Regions from separate parts of the Pan troglodytes genome. Here region 2 is linked to region 1. A link is a contact called in public Hi-C data. All regions are on one chromosome and are shown on one strand. The core of a region is the stretch at or near the end of the contact, and the rest is flanking DNA. Distances in the headings are between cores, read along the strand shown.

Region 1 (3,197 bases), core at 464-2,963:
TACTGCTGCAGTGAAACGGAGAGCCCCACACAACTCAAAAAACCAGTTCTCAGAACCACTTGCCCTGTTCTGCTTCCAATGTAGACATCTAAAGGAAGCATTGCCCAGAAAACCCAATCCGTAATTTTAATAAGCATAATTTACGGAAGAGTCAACTACTGTGTGATTTCTCCTCTGACTGTCATGGGAATCCCTTCCTTTCCTTGCCCCCTTTCAAATACAGCATCTACCAAGATGACCCCAAGGAAAGTACTTTCCTCTAGAAACAACCAGAATTGATATTGCAGGGAAAGGAATGGGCTTCTCCTCTTATCCCACTCGCAACTCCTCCCCTTCTTCCCCAAGGAACTCTTCTCGCCTCCCAAAATCTGCCTCAACAATGGCCCAAGATTCCATTTAACCATGTCCTCTCCTTTGGGGCAGAAATCTCTGGGAGTAGGGGCAAGGTAGTTTAACCACGAACGGGGTGGGGACTAAACAACCCTAGCACCTCTAAGGTGCCCCCAGGAGGTCTTGCCAAGGAGTCTTCCACAGGGAGAGTCATCCTGCCCGTTGTTCTGGATCTTGAAACTTGGGAGACCCACACCAAAGGAGGGAACCGGTTCCTTTACCCTTTAAGCGCGTCGTGTCCTCCACCGCCTCTTCTCTTGGCCCGACTGGCTCTGGTTTCCTTCACGTTCCCAGCCTCCAAATTGGCGTCCGCCCCATGGCTCGTGTAGGACGCTAAAAGCACGGTAAATCCCAGGACGATCTCCAGCAGACGCCCTCGACGCATGATGCCGAGCCGCCACCGGCTCCCGCCGCCTCTTGCCGCGCCCGGGGCTCGGTCTGCGGCCGCCGCTGCGCCCTGAAGCGCACCGCGCCGCCGGGGTCCCGCTATCCCGCCGCCCGTCCCCCGGGCCGGGCTCCTCCCGCCTTCTCCAGGCGCTGCTCCCACTTCAGGCGGCCCCTGCCAGCTGCAACACAGAGACAAATCCCCGAGGCGGGGAGACTTTCAGGGCATCGGGATGCTGAAGCCTCGCGGTCCCCATTCCCAAGCCCAACCCGTGCGCCGCCTGCGCGTGGCGCAGTTAATTTGGGTAAGGGAAGACCGTTTGGTCCACGGCTGGCTGGAAAGCCCAGGCCCCCGGCGGCAGCAGCCCCGGCCGATCCCTCGGCCTCCCGGGCCCCGCCAGAAGAGCGCGGCGCAAAGTACCCATATCCCCAGCGGTCCTAAGCCCCGGGCGAGCTCTCTGGGTTTATTTTTTTTAGCGGCACGAATTGCGCGCGATGCGCGCTCTGAACGTCCCACTCCTCAGCCTGCCCTCTCCGCCAGGCTGGAAGCCAGCCGCGCCGTCCCCGCCGACTCCGGGCGCTGCCACCGCCCCCCGAACATCTGACGCGGAGCCCGGCACCAAGAGCCCCGGGCCAGGAAGCTGTCAGGCAGGGGAGGGCCAGCGCCAGCTGTGGACGTTCCGGGACAGCCCCTCACCCCAGTCCCTGTCCCTGCCCTCGGCGCGGCGCAAACGCAAAAGCCTCCGTGGCCGCAGCTCCAGCCCCGGTGGCCGCCCGACCCCCGTCGGGACCCCGGCTGCACCCACTGGAGAAGCGGCGGCTCCGACTCCCGAGGAGGCGGCGGCGGCTGCTCCCAGTCGTGGCCGCTACAGCCACTGCTCGGCTCCGCTCGCAGCTGTCCCAGCTGTGGCCGCCTGTCCGCTTGTGGCACCCACAGTCTCTGCCGCGGCTCCCGCAGCCCCCTCCTTTCCCCACCTCTTCAAGTATCGTCCGCGCAGCGGTTTCTCGCGAGAGAAATACTTTTTTAAAAAAAAGAAAGAAAAAGAAAATGACACCCCCTCCTTCATCGCCCTCATCACCACCCCACCCCCCGGCCCCATCCATCCTCCCTTTCCACTCCCCTTTGCCAGCCTCCGCCTCGGTGCGGGGCCTCTGGCTCGCAGGATTAGCGCAGTGGGAGGAGGCAGAGGTGATCAGGTCCTGCCCGGCCTGGGACTTTTTGTCTTGAGGTGGGGAGGAGAGAAATGGGAAGAGGTGGAGTAGCGGTTTTAGCCCGCTCTGCGGCTGCGAGGTTTAGATCCGAGATTAACCTCTCCCGCGATAGGTGAAGCCCTACCGGAGCAGAAAGCTGTTCCACCTGCACCAAGAATGCGCGCTGGAGACGGTTGCCCCGGAGGCCCTGGCCCGAGAGAAGACCAGTCCCCGCTGCCCGCGCCTCCCGGTAGCGCGCTCCCTGCGCCTCTCCCGCTGGACACTCAGCAGACGCCGGAGGCCAGGAGGCTAAGACTGGGCGCGTCGCAGGCCGGGACCGCGGCAGAGGCTGCTGTGCCGACCGAGGAGAGGGCTCTGCCGCCCCCACTTGCCCTGGGTGTCGAGAGCCCACTCCAGACGCGGCTCTTCTGAGGCTCAATTCAAGCCACCCAGGCCTGAATCCAGGATGCTCTCTCTAAGTCGGTGTCCAACCCAGGGGCCTGTAAATGTTGGAACCTAGGATTTAGGATGGGAGCGGTGAAGGGATGGTCCTCTTGCCCAGCCCAGATTAAGACTGGGGTTCATCTGGAGGACTCTACTTACACCCTCCCGGTCCCCTCGCCCTCCCCCACACACAGCTGCCTCTCCCCAGGATATGCGCGGCACAGTTAATTTAGTGGCTTTGAAAGGTATAGTATTTGTGGCATCCTTATATGGATAATGCCCAATGATGCCTGCACCCTGTAACAGTTTAGGAAGGCCGGAAGTCGCACACTGGGTCCTGGCTGCTGTAACTGGAGACCCCCAGAAAATCCCCTGCAAGCAGCCACCAGCCTGCTGTCAAGCCAATAATAAAAGCTCAGCACAAACAGGTACCCTGGGAATGTATCCTGTTGAAAGGGATTTTCCTTATTTGTAACCGTTTGTAAAGGGGCCCAGACAGTAGGGTAGAGAGACCTGGGCAAGTTATTCAACTTCTTTCCAAATATAAGATGGGACTTGTAGTGTCCACCACACAGGGTTGTAATGGTGATGATGGACATGCTGAACTGCTGTGATACATGAAGATGAAACAGTAAAACTGTGGGAACTATGAGCTGATCTAAAGCCATAGTCCTGTAAGTATGTATGTGGTGTACTTTAAGGTCTCACCTGCAAAAGGTCTCTTAGCAGATTCATGAATGAGAGCCTTGGTCACACACTCCTGGCTGAGTAAAGGAGATCATTCATTC
Region 2 (3,211 bases), core at 275-2,774, 170 kb after region 1:
CATATCTGAGAAAAGGTGAATGTGCAGCCTATGAGAAATGTCACTTCTAATAATGCAACCTCCTATGGAACAAAAATGCCACCCTCCTTCAAGATGCCCTCCCAAGCCTGTTCCCCCATGGAGCTGGCCACTCCTTTGCACTTTCAGACTGTATTTCTTATGCTTTTCTTATGGCTTCAACTTCAGCTTCTCTTTAGTTGAGTGCATTCACCTGTCTAGGGAGTGCATGTTCATTGTCACGCACTATGAAGGTATAAGGTGATAATAGGCTTAAATCAGACTCGAGTTCATGACTACGATATAGGAAGGGTTATAAACCCCCACAAAAGGGGTTTCTAAGAATTGCACTGGGAGTTGGGAAATTCTACTTACTTGCTGACATAACTCGCCTTCTAGAATGGAAACAGCCAGAGCACATAGCCCGGTTTAGACTTGCAACACCTGGTGGAGGCACCTTATTCATTCATTCGACAATTTACCAAGCACTGTTCAAGATTACAAAGTTTAACAGGACACGATGGAGGGAAAGAAAATAGACATATAAACAAATGATCGCAACATCTTGTGATCAGTGCTAATAACAGCACTTTGGACAAATTGATTCAAGTTGCCCAGAGAGCGGAGCGAGTAATGCTAACACACAATAAGCATCCACAGGCTGACCGAATGACCTTGAGGAACTGTTTGGCGTCAGCTACGGCACTACAAACATGACCAAAGCCGCACGGGGCCCAGGATGCCCGGGGCTGCTGGCTTCGGGTGCCAGCGTCACTTGTACTCGGTCAACACACGTGCACAGAGCACCTACTGTGAGCCAGGCGTGACGCCAGGGTGACCAAGGCGGGGTCCGCAGAGTAGGGTCTCAGGGCGACCCCAGCAGCCTGGAAACGAGGCGGGCTTCCCATATGTCACTTCTAAGTAGGATATTGGAGGAATGAAGAGGTCTAAATGACACGTTAAAGGTAAAAGCTGAGCCCGCAACATACGGGCAGTCCACCACCGCGGGATTTGGGGAGGGGGCAGGTCAGCACCCCCAGGAACCCTCAGCCAGCATCCCGAGGACCCCGCAACTCCTCTAACCCCAGGTCCAAGCCCACCCGTGGATCAGAACTTACCGGAGGCCACGGAGGCTGTTACCGCTAGGAAACTCTAGTCCTGGCGGAAGACCAACTTCTAGCCCATCCCCTTACCCTGGCTCTAGTCCACTAGCTCCTTCCTAGTCACAACCGAACTCACGGGGCGGAGGCCCTTAAGGAGCACTCGCCTCCTTCAATCGCCGACTAGAAGCTCGCCCGGTGGGCGGAGCCGTGCCGGCTCGGGGCAGAGCGAGGAGGCAGAAGTCTCCGCCTTCCTCAAGCTTGGTTGAGAAGTCCGCCTGCAGTTGCAAAGTACGGCTGTTTGAAAGCGGGCGCCAGAGGTGGCGGGAAGCTCCCCCTGTGCGCCCATTGGTGGATTCGAGAGCCAATTACGAGGAAGTTACCCCGGAGTGGGCGGGCTGATCGGTTGCCTAGAGACGCCGAGGCGCTTCACCCGCTACCTTCGGCCAGGGTGCAGCAGTCTTACGGGGACCCCTTGCCCGTTTGGTACCGGAGACTGCAAAGGTGACTCGTGCCTCCTGCGCTTCAGCACACAGAATCCCGCAGATTCCCCACCGAACTCTTGCCTTAGAGGTTTTTTACATTTGCCCTTGTTTTCTAAGGCGCCTGCTTCCCCATTATTTAACAGCCTTAGATATTTTGCTTTGTCTTCTACCTTACTAGGTGCCGCTTTGTTTACATTTTTGATTCTTTAATTACTGATAAGATGGCACATTTTTCCACGTGTCTATTTACTACTCTAATTTCCTCGGGTGTGAGTGTTCTTGTCACTTAGGTGTATATTATTAACCTGCCCCTAAAGACAGCGCCACCCAGTCCTCAGTAAAGCCCAGTACTGTGTCTATCTTCTCTGGCTGAAAGGGTTCCAGTGAATAATCAAGGAATTGGTGGCGGCAGGTTCACATATCCTTTCAACCCTTTCCCATGTGTACTGGCACGGAGTAAAATGGTTGTTCGAGGCTCTTCATAATGTGGCTGGTTTTCCTTTGCTACTTCACCGTCCGCCCCCATGATGCCTACACTGACCCCTGTAACCCCATAAACTGGTATAGGGTTTGGCAAACAACAGGTAATTTAACCCACTGTAATAGAATGAATGAAATCACAGGCTGAGCTAACAATGGTTCCCAGAGCGCTTTTTTTCTTTCACCTGCTGTGAAAGCTGTTTCTTTCACCTGCATCGCCTCTACCTTACTTCTCCTGCTACTTAGTTTTGAAGACAGACTAGCACCTCCTTTGAAGCCTTTCATGACACACACTCCCTCACTTTGCAAAAATGATCTTTCCTACCTCTGTACACAGTGTATCCTATATATCCTATTATAGTTCTTATATCTACTGTAAGTTTTTGTGTGTCTGTTACACTCAGTACAATGTGAATATCTTGAAGTACTCACTTTACTTCTTGGGTGTCTAACATAACCCTGGTAGGCACTCAAAACAATTATGTTAAATGAGTAAATGAATAAATGAACAAATAGATGAAGATTTTGGCAGGGGGGCGGGCAGAAAAAGCAAATAAAAGGCCTTCAAGTAAATGGCATTTGTTGAATCTGAGCCAAGGCATCTTAGTGAGAATTAAATGCACTTTTCACTTTTCACATCCCACTGAAGTCGATTGGCAAACTGTATGTTGCATTCTGTGCTGAGGGTTATGATGGAGTGCTGCAGCAAGAATGCCATGTGATCCCCATGCACAAACAACTGCTTCTTAGAAGGATGAAAGCATAAAACGTGTCAGGGGAAGCACATGAGGAGGCAGTGTTTATAATCCATTACACAGTGCTTTACAGATTGGTAAATTCTTTCACAAGCATCATCTCATTTGGTTCTCACTACAACACTGTGGGGGGTTAGGACAGGTATTCCTACCCATTTTCCAGTTGAAGAAACTTACATAAAAATAAATTAAATGACTTGTCCAAGGCTACACAGCTAATACAAGGCAGACAGAATCTGAAACCAGGTCCTTTATCTCCAAACCCAGAGCTCATCACTACATACAAAATATTTTAGTGAGACTAGCATATATGTGACAAAGAGGGAAAATAAAGAATAAATCAACCTCCCATCCTGCCATGCCTCTAAAAATGGTTTTTGGTGGAGTTATGGAT

The links. A called contact is a pair of places that touch in the nucleus more often than the background predicts.
Region 2: a Hi-C map of stem cell-derived neural progenitor cells shows a contact between it and region 1, with 2.5 times the contacts expected there. The contact joins the promoter of CEP152 here to the promoter of FBN1 in region 1. A contact is called at or near these places in 1 of 7 Hi-C or Micro-C datasets (stem cell-derived neural progenitor cells) and 1 of 1 datasets of contacts at active chromatin or transcription factors (stem cell-derived excitatory neurons).

Annotation. Positions count from the first base shown.
Region 1 is chr16:40,630,290-40,633,486 of NHGRI_mPanTro3-v2.0_pri, forward strand. FBN1 (fibrillin 1) reads right to left here and starts at 1,714. Exons shown (of 66, transcript XM_001149266.6): 1 at 1,581-1,714; 2 at 612-956. The coding sequence starts at 775.
Region 2 is chr16:40,797,186-40,800,396 of NHGRI_mPanTro3-v2.0_pri, forward strand. It overlaps CEP152 (centrosomal protein 152), which reads right to left and starts at 1,525. Exons shown (of 27, transcript XM_523070.7): 1 at 1,116-1,525.